Linked DNA regions of Anser cygnoides: regions 2 and 3 are each linked to region 1. The links are chromatin contacts, called in public Hi-C maps. All regions are on one chromosome and are shown on one strand. Each heading gives the region's core, a stretch centred on a gene start, on an enhancer-like site or on the middle of the called end of the contact. The rest is flanking DNA. Distances are from core to core; before and after follow the strand shown. Region 1 overlaps ADGRV1 (adhesion G protein-coupled receptor V1). Region 2 overlaps LOC125180170 (a long non-coding RNA gene). Region 3 overlaps ADGRV1 (adhesion G protein-coupled receptor V1).

Region 1 (4,678 bases), core at 1,451-3,950:
AAATCAGCTCAAATCCACTAGCAAGAATATTATGATTAATAAGGCAACAATATATACGTATATGGATAAAAAGCTATTACAGATATTACCAGGGAAAAGGTGCGTGTGTGTCTATAATTAAACAGATATTAAAGATATAGCACCAGTTAATAGTAGCAGCCAAGTAGAAGTAGTAGAAGGGCAATTTTCTATCCATCCACCCATCCCTCCCTCCCTCCCTCCATCCATCCATCCATCCATCAGACGACTCCTACTTTGGAGATCATCACTTGCCATCAGTGATGAAAAGGTAAGCTTCACTTAGCTGATTTCTTACTCCTTCACAATGCAGTCCTAAAACAACCATAACGTGTTTCAGTGATGCTGTCCTAACATGTGCTGAATGATCTTAGATACTAAATAATCCTAGGTAGGTCTGTTACTTAGACAATTTGGCACGTCAGACAGCTGAGGAAACACCAAACTACAGAAAAGCATGATTTTTAAATATTATTGCAATTCTGGAGAGTAAAAGAAATGGGTAGAGTCCCTGTAATTTTGTATTCAATACTTTTAGTATGAAGGAAAAGGACCTGGGATATTCTCAGCTCAGACTCAATGTTCTGCTTTCTAATGTTTCTTGCAGCTTGTCAAGACTTTCCTCTGAGCATTGGTATATTAATTTTCACTAAAAGAAACAAATTCATGAGGTTAAAAATGGTCTCTTACTTGGTAATTACAAACTAATTTGCGTTAAATAATATAGTGCATTATGAGCTGTCATTTACTCACAAGTAGAGTGTTTTTTCTTAAGACAGAATGAGATAGATGGGTTGATTGTGGTACACACCCAAGAATAAATGCTTTGCTAAGTCCCACTGTTGAACATAATTTTTAATATGGCCAATGTTTTTCAACTAGGATTTGCAAAGCTTTGCATTGTAGCTTCCTGTGACAGACAGTACTGTTCAGAAAAGTCAAATATCACTGAGGAACACATATTAGTTATCTCAGACTGAGAGCCCCCCTCCCCTTTTTTTCCCCCTGTCCTACTAAGATATCCATGCACATCAGGGGAAGTCTGAAGACAAATATTTTCATTATAGTTTGTTTTTCACCTCATTCCAACTGATGTTTTATTGGTCAGTGCAATAATAAAATTGTCCTCTACTTGTTCATTGTGACACTGCAGAATAATAGCAGTTTCTATGATATCAGATGATATTGTTAAGATATCATCTTAACATCATCATAATGTCATATAATATCATCATATTAAGATATTAAGATTTCTCAAACTAATTCTGTATTTAAGTTCTGTTTGGATTTATTTTTGTTTGTTATTTTTAAATTTCCTTAAATTTTAAATTTCCTTAAATTTCCTTTTGGAATTATCATATTGATAAAAAAAATGTAAAATTTAAATCCAATAATAATATGTTTTATGTAGTGCAACTACAGACGTGTTTATTATTTTCATATTCAAAAAAATTCAGTTCCAAGCTTAATCTGACTACTAAACTCTGGTTTGCTAAGTCAGATCATGTTGAATAATATTTACCTTGGACTGACTGCATCGTTACAGTAGTAGCCTGAAGGATATTCCCTGTCCTGAAATGTTTGGTCAATAAAATATTTTGAGAATGATCAAACAGAAGATGTGTTTACTAAGGGGAGCAATAAATTTACAGTGCCACTGAGCAGATCAGTAAAAAGCAAATAGATTTTGTTCAAAGTCTATTTCATTCTGCAGGGGATGATAAACTTGGATTGGGCCCATGTAAATGTTTTCTGTTCTAGATGATAATTAGCATATTGGCCCTTCATAGCCATTTTGGACTATAATTATTCTAAAAATTTCCAAGTTACATGAAAAAGCCTATCCATTAATGCTGATAATACAGCTTGTTCCAGATCATACTAGACAGCTTTGTTTCACTGTGTAGAATTTATGCTAAATTCCCTGAAGACTTTTTTTTTTTTTGTTTCATTGTTTAACATCCTTGTTATCAGGGTAATGCTGGGAGAATATATTACTTGCAGTTGTCCCTATTTTTATTTTAGCTGCTAAAATATCCCTCCTAACTTTAAGAGGCATGGAGTCAAAGGTATGGAATAGGGTAAGGAGTAAGTGCACTTTTAACGTGCCATTCTGTTTTCATTTCACTTTTGGTGAGTCTAGAAGTCAGTTAAAAATAAGAAAAAATTCTCTTATCTACTTTATTATTTGAATTATTGTTATGTCCTCTGTTTTCACAGTTGACTGCACCTTCCTCAAGGTGCTGAGGTTTGCTTTGCTTTTGCTTTGGCAGACTTTCTTATGTTGATAGAAGCCATCATTGTAGCACTTTATGATTCTTAATCCACTTCGGGAATGAGTAGTTTTTCCCCCTGAGAATAATAGGATTGTCAGTAATTTCAGCCTTGTGTTTTCAGCTATTGTTGGTTTTGCATGTCAACTTGATTCCATATTGTATCTTGTCAGTGGATCACTGTGTCTTTCTGTATTTTTGCTGTTATTTGTTCCAAAAAGAAATCTGTCCATGAAAGCTCCTTCTATCATACGATTCTTCAGTCTAATACTCTGGTAACATGTGAAGTGATTGAAGGAGAGCTATGAAGAAAGAGAGGGTTTGACCCAAATACAGCTGCTGAGTATCATGGTAGAAATTCAGTGGTTATTAATGTACAAAGCAGTTAATTCCTGTATGTTCCATCCCAGAACAGAATCATGTAGTAATGAGGATTGGCAGGGGAGACATCTAGCAATCATGTAGTAAAGTTCTCAAAGTTCTCAGTGAACGTGAGAGAATATGCACAGAGAACTGTGTAGTTTATGTTTCATTTTGATCATATAAGTGTATACTTAGAAGTGAGTATTCTCAATATTTCTAATATTTCTGGATGGATATGAGACTCGTTTGAAAATCAGAATGGGATTTGTATTTTTTTTCTTGATATAATTCAGATTGTGCTGAATTATAAATCAAAAGCTTCCCATTAAATTGGATAATAGTTTAACAGTAGTCTAAATACTAAATAGTCTAAGTATTTCCTACCATCATCTATTTTTCAAAATGCTACATTTAGCAATTACACTTGGAAGTGTGAATTTAGATACGTCTGATGGTTATCTATCTCAGACTTTTGTAAGCTTATTATGATCAAAGTATTTTCTTTCTCTTTGGTAGAAAACAAATGAAAAATAGTGCAGCACGGTACAGGAAAAATACTCATTTTATTAACCACTTCCCCCCCCCCCCCAAAAAAAAAAAAAAAAACTTCTAAAAGCAAACAAGTGAAAAGAAACAATTGTGCTTTACACATTGTGTTGAAGTTATTAATAGGAACAAGAATAACAGCAGATGAGACTTCTGAGAAATACAAAGGAATGGAATACAGGAGAACTGAAGCTTCTGTTGGAATTGGCCACTCTCCTGAGCTAAAGGGGAAGTAAACTCCAAACAGTTTTGTGAGAAACTAGAGAAAAGGAAGCAATCCATCCCCTCATCAGTTGGTCATGTTTGATTTACACCCCCAACTTCAGATTATACATGACTGCTACATAATGCTGTACAACCCACCTTTCTGGTCAGATTCTGGGTCAATAGTTACTCACAGGGACCAAAACCAACATTTTCTTTTGCAAATCTTTGTTATAAACAACAACGATGGAACAATTAGCATGGTTATTAATTAACAAAATATGAATTGAGAAAAAAATCAATTTTCCCATAATTAGGCACAGAATAGACATCACTAAAAAAATGTATATCCTCAAAATATTGGACTAACAAAATTATACAGTAATCTGCATTTGCATAGACTTTCTGCACTGTGTTTTCTAGCTATGTTTGTTAGAGAGAGAACTGCATGAGGTTTAAAAGTTTTAACTTTTCAGTGACTACTCCAAATAATGTAAAGTAAGGGCTATACACAAAGATTAACTTTGAGTGAGCCTAACGCTCCCTTCATGTGGTGAGGGTCTTACTCAGCATCAGAACAGCTGAATTAGACTGCTGTCTTGAATTGTTCTACGGTGAATTCTGTCACTCTCTCTTGTCTATAGGGAGATTACATTCACCATGTTGAATTTAGCCTTTATGAGTCTCTTCTCTTTAGTAGTGTCTTTGTCCTCATAGTATGAAACAAAGCAAAACCTTAACATTTTTGGGAGTGTTAAAACATATTCCTCATTTCTGTAAGCAGTAGTCACAAGGTTTTCTAATAATAACAGAATAACAGATATTTTCCTTTTTTTTTTTTTTTAATAGAAATGCAGAACGTGGCTGAAAAAAATAAGGTAGCTTCTAAAATTTTATAAAAAGAAAACTATATGTTGACAGGTACAGTAAATGGACCCCATCAGTGTTTTTGCTTAGATGGTAACCTAAGTAGTTGAAAGTGATTTAAAAGTATTTATGATCCTATTTGTAAGGATCATAATAGTTTTGTATCTAAACTATGACTTTGTTTAACAATTCAGATGGTGAATACTAAAATAAATTTTATTAATTCGTAACAAAATATGTGGAACAGTATACAGTCTAGGACATATCAGAAAGTAAATAAATATGTGGCAAAAAATCATTTTAGATTGTGCCTTTGGAGTGAGAGTTTCTGAAATTCTGTACAATACAATCCTGCTTGAGTAAGTTGGCCAAGTTGCAGATGGTTCCAAGACAACACAAGCACAATA
Region 2 (4,678 bases), core at 1,290-3,789, 160 kb after region 1:
GAGCACGGGTTGTCCCTGTGTATCCTGTCACCAGCCTGGTGGAGCCAGGAAGGTTGTTAGCCCTTTAGCATTGACTCCTCGGTGAAGGTCACTGGCAGCCTGTTCAGAGCCTACAAAGTCAGGATGTGCTCTCCCAGAGGATTAATGGATAAAGCTCTGGAAAACTTCATCTAGAGAAGATGTCACCAATTTGATGTATAAGGTAATTTAAGCAATTTTCTTAATCTGGCTGCCCAAATTATTTTGATGGAAATGGAACAGCAAGATAGCCACATGGTGCTGCTCCATGTGAAATGCCTTTTGTTATTTTGTAGTGAGGGTTGCAATCTTTTCTGTCTGTGATTCACTTTCCATATCATGCAGATGCAATGCTTTAGAAATACCGGAGATGAAGCAGAAAGTTCAAGAAGGAGATACTTTTCTTCCCAAATCTCAGATAGCTAAATTTGAATGCTATACTAATCTTAGACTTTATAGAGAAGAAGTCTAAGCATGTGGTAAATGATATGTTCACCACAAGTACATGGTGAATTTATGTTCAAACCTTACTCATCTATTGCCTAAACCCCCTTGGTTTTGAGAAGCTTTTTAAAGAAGATGACTTGGAAGAGGGTACTTTGTAATTTGACCTTCATTATGCTACCAACTTTGATGGGGATGACTGTCTCTGGATAAGTAACAAACTTTAAGATGAAATTCACAAGGACTTAAGTCACCGGGATACAAAGGCATAGCAATCTGCCCCAATGCCTTAAAGTTTTGTCCCACAAGTGCTGCTACTGAACTGGGACTGCTGCTGCTAAATGTAAGCAGTAACAGAATCCTTTTTTTCTTCTCTTTTCTTGATGCACTGTGGGAATAGCAGATGAGCTGTTCAGCATAGCCTGCGACGTTTAATGGGAAAATGATGGACCTCTGACAAGGACAAATTTAACATGAAAGAGTCAGGCAGAACATGGGTCACCACTTATGTTCTCCAAAGACTTCAACAAGATGTTTATTTTACCTCTATCTCCCTCATTTTCAAAACTTCAGAGCATTTCCAAAACAATGACAAGCTGTCCAAATTCCACTACCAAGCACAAGATAGCTTGAACTGGTTGCTTTTCATCCTTGGTCAAAATCACAAAGCGACTTTTGGTACAGTACATGTTGTAGACACGTACTGGATAGCAGAAGAACAAAGAAAAATTTGCTATATTTCCCCTATCTTAACACAAACAGAAAAACTAGTCAAAACAGCGACATGGGAGCTACTGTTTTTTAACACAGTGACAAGGTTCAGTGCCTACATTCATTTTTATCTAGCCTTCAGCTTAATCTAATGAGAAAGGACCACTTCCCCCCACAACAATTGCAACATATTTTTTGTCAGAATAGGTGGAATATGGTAACCAGTCTGTTGTCCTGATTTTACTTTCTTTGGAGGATTAAAACACCTTCAGCTGATGATGCATCTAATGAGGGCTGTGAGGTCCATGTACCATGGAGATGATCAGGCCACTGCTGTTTTGTAACTAGCTTTTGCTGACTCTCAATAGCAAAGCTTAACAAGAAAAATCAATACATTAAAGACTAAATCTACAAATATTTTGCAATCATGCAGCATTGGGCAAACTTCAGGCTAACAAACATGTGTGGTATTCAAATTTCCATTAGTCATTTAGAGTGGAAAAACTGACGTGATTGTCAGTTAGTGGAATAAGGGATTCAAGTTATTTAACCGCAAAGCCGTAGTGTAGCATTATGCTCCTTAGTAAACACAAATACCTCCTTACAAAGGCACTTTGATAATTCTTCTGTTTGCATAAGACCAGTTGTCACTCAGGGACTGAAAAGCTATAAAACTAAATGCATGTGCACATTACCAAAAGTAGGCTCTACTCCTTTCCAAGGTTTCATTACCTACGGCAGGCCTATACAGCACTGAAGGTTAATGATGAGGTAATACCTTCTTAAACCGTCTATTTAAAAAATACAGAGAGCAGCACACTGATCATCTCCCTGCTGCTTCAGCACATGGGATTTCTTTCTCTACCTGGCTCAGATGAATGATTTGCTGCTTCACAAACTGTGAGTCAAAATAGCTGCTTTTGACTTTCTTCACCATAGTCATGTTGCCAGCTTTTGGGGAACTAGTGTCGGCATGTATCTTATGCAAGAAGGGCTCAAAGGCTAACTGGTGCATTTTGACCTGCAGCACTTTTTTTTTTTTTTTCCCCCACTTATTTGTTTTTCAGGGGCGTTGTTCAGAACTTTGTCAAGTTAGGGGCATTGTTTTACACTGCAATTTTTTTTTTTATTTTTTATTTTTTTTGCATTGAAGGGCATGGGAAAAAATATGCACTGGCTAGAAAAAAAAAATAATCTGGATATGTTCTGTCCCTATACTCTGCACTGACTAATGAAATGGTGACTGAGGGTGACTCAAGGTTGAAAAACTTTCATTTTCAGGAAGCTGCTAGGTACTAATTCATCAGAACACAGGTAAGCTCCACGCCCTGTAATATCTGCCGTGGCATTTTTTAATTACTTTCTTGTTGCCTGTTAACTTTTCCTAGATGCCCAGTTCTTGCACCAATTAGGATCATGTTAGTACCAACCTTGAGACACAAATGGGTGGAAGATGTGTAAGATGGGCGCTTTTCTAGATGCAGCTACCTCCTGCTCAATGCACTTTCCTTGTTGGCTCCATGGCTGGGCAACGAATACCTCCGATAGCAGACGGCCCGTGTTTCGCTAAGAGGCCAGAAGTGTTTGGTTTGAAGGTGAGGGATCAGGATAAAGAACAGCCTGCTCTTGTGGAATTTTATCAGGAAAGGTGACTCACTCCTTTGGAGCTTGCTGTATCTGAGCCCATGCCGCAGGCAAGCCATTCTCTGCCCTGTATTGGTGTGGGGTGGTAGCACCCATGGGTGGTAGGCCTGGGGTCGGGCATCTGGAGTGTGTTTAACACCAACTGCTCTTCACAAGGATGCCCTGACTCTGCTAGAGTGCCTAGAACAAGATAGCGTTGGGAAGAAACGTGCCACGGCTTCCGGGGGGACGTGCTCCCTCCTGCCTGCACCGAGGGAGCCAAGAGGGGAGCCCTTATCAGTGCAACGCCAAGCGCAAGCAACAGGGTCGGACCCTGCCACACGCCGAGGCGGGCTGACATCATCTCCGAGGCTGACAGGCCTCCTACTTCCTTAGCTTGTTTACGGATCACATGAGTCCCGTTCCTGCCCTTCACAGCCAGGAATTTTTTTTGGAAGAGTTAACTTGGCAGCCGTCCCCGTGGAAGAATGTAAAGCTAACTACTTTTGGTACATGTGTGGCTCGCTTTTATAGAAAGCACTGGATGTAACGGAGGGAGATACAATGAGCTTCTATCACAAACAAAATGCAGTTCGGTGTCCAAGTTTCTGCTGGCGCGCTGTGCCTTCACTGGATTTTGGATTTGAGAAGGAGCACCTGGAAAGGATCTTGCGAGGCTGAGAGGCTGAAAGCAAGCCTGCAACGTGCCTGGCTGCAGGAGCTCGAGCAGTCCTTGCTGATATGCATATCTGAGCAGAGAGCTGTCCCTCCCTTGGAGGTGTAAGGGCAAGCGTAACTACAGAATTTCTTCTTACTCAAAGTCCTCTGATCAACAGCACATGATGATGATTTTCTGACGTTGGACTACGATCAGGGCCAAATGAAACTGCTTTACTCTGAATTCTGAAATTCCCTCCAGGAAATTGAAGCAGGGAGGATATTCTGCTATAACACATTTGGTACATCAAAGAGAGATACTTCGTATATTGTGATAAAGGTGATCTTTTTTGACAAAAAAAAAAAAAAAAATCCTGGATGATTACTACTATTCTTTAATATTCCAAATGGCTCAACAGAACTGGCATAAAAAGATACTGGGTTATGCCTTCACATTGTTTCTGAAATGTGTACTATATGAAAGGGAGTTAATTGCCTATCTCCAGCAGCTGGACATGCCAATTATCTGCCAAATCACTTGCATAGTTGAGTGACTCCATGTAATTTTGCTGACATCCTATAAGGAGGTGTTTGCAATACTCTTTCAACATAAATAAAATCAAGAAACGTAATGAAATGACATGTTGTCCCTCAAAGGTGGTGGGGTTTATGTTTTTTTTTTTTTTTTTTTTTAAGCCTATATGGCAGTCATACTTTTCAAGAGTGAAATAAGCTCTGAGTGCAGTTGGTTCTTGCTCTCCTGCCAGCTTTCCCCTTTTGCCGTCTGCCAAGCCCTGCACAGTCCATCAGACAGGTTGGAGAACCGCTGTAAGACTGGGCCCTGCTCTCCCACTTGAGAGAACCCCTGCTTATTTTGTGTGTGGTGAGGCGGGTGTCTCCTTCCTCGTTTGTTTCCTCTTCCTCCTAAGGCACTTACTCCTGCTGGCAGCTGGCTTACGTTTCGTACAGTTGGATCAAGTCTGCCCATTCAGCATCATTTGAGACTGCTGAATTCCTGATTAGTTATACGCACTGTTATTATATGGAGAGCTGGTTTCATTCTCAGCCAAACCATTTCTGTCTTTGTGGAAATCGGGCTCCTCATCAACATGGAAAGTCTGGGTAGGCAGAACCAATGTGAGAGCACAGCTGGAAAATAGTCATTATCATGAAGACAGACGGAACAAGGGAAAAAATGACTTTAAGAATAAGAGATTTATTTTGG
Region 3 (4,678 bases), core at 968-3,467, 130 kb after region 1:
GCATCTGATGATTTTTTAATAAGTCTTCAAGCTCCACCCCTAGTTCATTTGTTTTCAGTCCTTCTAAACGAAGTAGGTTTAGAACCATTTTTTGATATATTTTTTTCCGACTAACTTTTACTATTGTCTTCTTTAATATTTATATTGGTATTATAGTTTGTTCTTGTGAGCCTTTAGAAGCTCTTAAGGTTTGAAGTGGAGACCTCAGGGCATAATCTGAGAAAAACACTTCTGTTTGCATTACTTGTTCATCTAGATCCTGTCCCTTTTGCCCCAGTACCTATTCTTGTGCCCAAACTGTGTCCCTAGCAATGTTATGGGGCAAAAAAAAAAAGACTGTATCTAAGCAAAACCAGTTCCCTCAGCTAGTTCCATCCCCACATATGTTCGAACAAGCTGAACCGAGGAGGTACTGAGGTTAGAGCAGTTTTAACCACCAAAGTAAATGTTTATCGGCTAGTGCCTTAGATACAGGCCTGCGTCTCAACACATACTTTAAAAACACAAAACTGTGAGTTTCTCTGAAACTGGAAATCATAATCATGTTTTGTTATAACCAGTCAAACCTGCCCTCCAGCTCAGTTCAGTGCATGGCGAAGGGATTGAGGTGCTTCTGGTGGCACCAGGCAGGAGACGGCGTGGAAGCAATGAGAAGGGATAAGAGGAGAGGGGAAGAGGGATGTCTGTGTTTCAGCACAGGCTTATGCTGTTAGAGCATTCACGGAGCGTGGTCTGAAGGGAATTTATGATGTGGTTAAGCTCGCAGCCACTGCTGGGAGCCTGCCCCCGACCCCCCGGCTGCACATTTCTCCTTCCTCTCTTGCGTCGCTATTTGTTCTCACACGAAACCGCAGTGACTCAGGTCACCGAGTTCTCCTCTTCCTTTTCCTCTCCCTCTCCTTCCTCTCCCCCACCCTCTTCCTCTCCGCGGGCCACCCCACGGTCGGTCTGATGCCTCTGCTCAGAGCACCAGCCCCAACCTCCTCCCCATCACAGGTCAGAGGTATCGGGGCGAGATGCCCGCCCGGACTGCTCCTCCACCTCGTTAGGCCGCGCTTAATTCCAGCTGAGAATTCCTCATCTGGAAGTAGGCAAGCTTCTGGGGGAGCAGGGACCGGCACTTTTGCTGTTTTTAGCTGTTTTTAACACTCCTAACCCAACTCAGCCTGAGCTGTGCTCAGGTATGAGCTCCCATTCCTGAGGCTGGCTGAGGATCAGCACTGATCAGCAGAGGGATGTGCAGAAATGTCTTTCTGCCTTCCTGTCCTTTCTGCTCGTGCAGTGCGGAGCTGTCTGAAGGCTCCTTTAATTTATGCTCGTTGTTAATCTGGCAGCTAGGATCAGTGTGAACGAGGGCATAATCGCAGATCTGTTTTGCTGTCAGCAAAGCTAAAATCTCGTTGCTGTCCTCCTGCCCCACCCTTGCCTGCAGCTGGCCACACTCATGGTACTAATAAAGGATGGCTGAAATTACGCAGCTGGAAAAAAAAAAAATCAAAGAAATCCCCCCTGCACGACTTTCTCCTTCAACTTGCAGCTGTAACTTGCGGTTTGCAGTGCAGCCCCACAAAGAGGTGCGGTGGCACACTTGGCCTGACTGCTGAAGAGACGTGTCACAGAACTGTGCACTTAGCCCTCAGTTCCATAATCATTAATGCTGGCCCAAATTACAGATTAACCTGAAATGTGGGCTGGATCAGATGAAGGCACACAACGGTGTCTCCAGCAAATGATGTGGACATCAATATGCAGTAGTGTACCCAGCTTTTACACTAGCTTTATGCAAACCTTGTGTTATATGGCCATAGGATTTTTTATTTAGTGCAAGAAATCCAAAAGCTGGACTACATATGTCATAAAGCCATGGCCTCTAGATGACTTAGCAATTAATTATTCCTTTTCATCAAATATGTTCAAGTCCATATAGGAATAAAGAATTAGGATTCACTGTGGTGACTATATCACCTCGGCCCTTATACTCCGGGAATCCTTTGCTAAAGCTTATTTATTTATTTATTCATCTATCTGTCTATTTATTTATTTATTTGCCGGATGGTTATTAGTTTGGCTTAAATGATTTCTTTTATTATATTTCATTTATGGCTTCTATAATGTATGAAAGGCTTAGCTTCTACTGAGAAGGATAATTATTTGCTAGTTAGACACTGCTAATTGCACTAGTTAACTCTAAAAGTGCTGTTATTTTGGACTAGGTTTCATTTTACCTGATTTCTTTTGCAAGGTCTATACTGATAGACAGTTTAATAAGACCGTTTCCTCTCAGGTTGTCACAGAGTGGTGTGTTGCAGACATCTATAGGCTAAAGCCGGCTATTCCCTGTGATTCCCTGGGGAATTTGGTGTTGGTTAGGTCTGGGGAGTTAAAAACTGAACCAACAGAGTAAAAACAGATGGAATCCGTCCCCAGACAGCAAGCCGTCCATCAGCTTTGCTCCAAAGCATAAATACCATGAACGCATGATAGCTTTGCTGGGCTCTCAGCTTCCATCCACGTTCCCACCTACCACAAATGCTCCTGTTCCCCACTGCCTGTGATGCATAAAACCAGATCTTTCCTTTGGGCGAGATGCGAATGCAAAGTGTGGCAAACCTTGGCTGGGCACGTGGTAATTTCCAAATAGGCATTGGACAGTATCAACAGGGTGTTGCCACGTCTGTAATCTCAGCGTATTTTTGCTCTAAGTAGAGGCATACGTGATAAATTTTCAATAAATAATCTACACCATGAGAATACCTGGAAAAATCTACTATATAAATTTGAAAAAAGCACAGATATATACATTTATGATAATAATGATGTGATATAAATCAGCTCACAATTTTCAGTTGAATAGAAGTAGGGTTCCGAAGTCAGCATTTTTTTTTAACTTTGGCGTTAAGTACCTGATTTAAGAACCAAGCATCTTGTGTTGGGTATCCTGGGTTAGAGAAAACTTTGAAATTTCAAATTCTGAAAGATGCTCAGTGGAATATCCATGAGACTGTCACAGAGCAGATAAACTGCAGGCAGTGGCAAAATGCCAGGTTCTTGCCCTGCTGTCCCAGCCTGTGTCATTTCTGTGTTGAAGGGGTCACTGCACAGCAAAAGGGAAGAGAGGGTGGCCAGGCTGCATATTCATTCGACTTGTCATTTATGATGTGAAGGCTCACAAATATGCTAGCAGTTAGGTATTGAGCATGACTGCATAGCATCCGGAAAGCATTTTTAGTCCAATCTGAACTTCACTCTCAGAATTCTGGGTTCCTGTTGGTGTCATCTCTATAAAGTCAAAACCCTAAAAGAAGTAATAATCATGGTGCACGCAGAGAATTCCTTTCTATCTAACGCGTCTTATACATACAACATACATTATGAGTTATTCAGAAAACAAGATAGAAGTGCTTAGGAGATGGAAAAATTCCCCCACAATATAACTACAGTAATTACAAAACAAACTCCATCTCACTTGGAAGGTTTTAGTGAAAGTTTGACATATTTCTGAACACATAAGGGATAACAACCGGAGCTCAGTGCACAGAGGCACGCACTGATGAAGTCTCTCCACCAGTAGATGTCACTGGAGGGATCTTGCTGATTTTGCAAAGCTAGCTGTGACTTTTCAATTTCTAGCTTGTCCTTTGGTACAGAAAGAAAGGAAAAGAAAGGCCTCATTATTTCGTGTCTTTTCACGAAGTGGTTGCTTCACAAGCCGGGGAGAAGCAATACTCCCAGCTGCTCACCCACCACCCAACACCATCATCTCTAGGGGAGCAAGTGCATTTTTGGATAGGGTTGTGTTTAAGTTCTGCTCTAATCTGAGAGCAAGCCAGACCTACGAACTCCATGAAACTCCATCATGTAAACAGTCGTACCCTTCCCAGCCTGCCGACTGTTTGGTAGGCTGGTATCCTGGTTACATCTCAGCTCTTATTCCTAAAAAGGCTCCACTCTTAAAAGTTTGCCTTCGGATCAGCAGCCGAACAAGGCTGCTGTAAACCCCAAGGAGCCTACTGCAGCCTCAGGTTTGCCAAGTCTCTCATAAAACCTCCTTAACAAACAGACAAAAAAACAAAATCCCCCTTGCTTTGCACAAAACTTGCACATATGGCATTTAAGAATGTAAGTGATATGATAGCAGATTAATCTGGTATCTGATCTTTTTGTAGTGACCAGCACAAGATCCTTGCAGATACCCCACACTGAGTAATTGCAGTACAGCCGCCAGTCAGACAAACATGTTTCTAACCCTGTTCAGTTCAGTGTTCACCTTAAAATCTGCAGCCTGGATGTTCATGGGCATATAAAAATAAAAATTTATATAATACCATTTTAAATGTTTTCACCCATGCATTTTCCTGTTTTTGAAACCTGTATCCTCTTTAGCCTAAAGACATCTTTTTAGTGAATTCCAATGTTGATGATGCAACATTAGAATTATTTTTTTTTCTTCACACAAAGGATCTTATTTATATCACAGTTATTATTACCTTGTCCTTCTGTCACCAAACAGCAAATACAGCAGTCAGATTTATCTTCTCTATTACATTCATGTTTCCGTTCTAAAACAAACAGTTTCGGAGAAGATAAGAAAAAACAAATACTTAGCTCATGCAATTGTTGTTTTTCCCAGGACTTTCAACCAGCTTTTAGTCATTAGAGCCATGATTCAATGAAAAGG

What was found. Hi-C and Micro-C count contacts between places; a contact is called where the count stands out from the background.
Region 2: a contact with region 1 is called in a Hi-C map of liver, with 2.3 times the contacts expected there. The contact joins two enhancer-like sites. A contact is called at or near these places in 2 of 7 Hi-C or Micro-C datasets (both in liver).
Region 3: a contact with region 1 is called in a Hi-C map of liver, with 3 times the contacts expected there. The contact joins two enhancer-like sites. A contact is called at or near these places in 2 of 7 Hi-C or Micro-C datasets (both in liver).

Annotation. Positions count from the first base shown.
Region 1 is chrZ:3,632,718-3,637,395 of Taihu_goose_T2T_genome, reverse strand. The region is part of intron 82 of ADGRV1 (adhesion G protein-coupled receptor V1); the gene reads left to right. Among named protein-coding and RNA genes, the nearest start is that of ADGRV1, 150 kb to the left of the region's middle. Within about 2 kb of position 2,700, at least 1 of the 3 cell types and tissues checked has open chromatin away from gene starts, as enhancers often do. A contact at or near this core is called in liver, where this site is marked.
Region 2 is chrZ:3,469,937-3,474,614 of Taihu_goose_T2T_genome, reverse strand. It overlaps LOC125180170 (a long non-coding RNA gene), which reads left to right. Exons shown (of 4, transcript XR_010827639.1): 2 at 2-202. Among named protein-coding and RNA genes, the nearest start is that of ARRDC3, 55 kb to the right of the region's middle. Within about 2 kb of position 2,539, at least 2 of the 3 cell types and tissues checked have open chromatin away from gene starts, as enhancers often do. A contact at or near this core is called in liver, where this site is marked.
Region 3 is chrZ:3,499,195-3,503,872 of Taihu_goose_T2T_genome, reverse strand. The region is part of intron 88 of ADGRV1 (adhesion G protein-coupled receptor V1); the gene reads left to right. Among named protein-coding and RNA genes, the nearest start is that of ARRDC3, 85 kb to the right of the region's middle. Within about 2 kb of position 2,217, at least 2 of the 3 cell types and tissues checked have open chromatin away from gene starts, as enhancers often do. A contact at or near this core is called in liver, where this site is marked.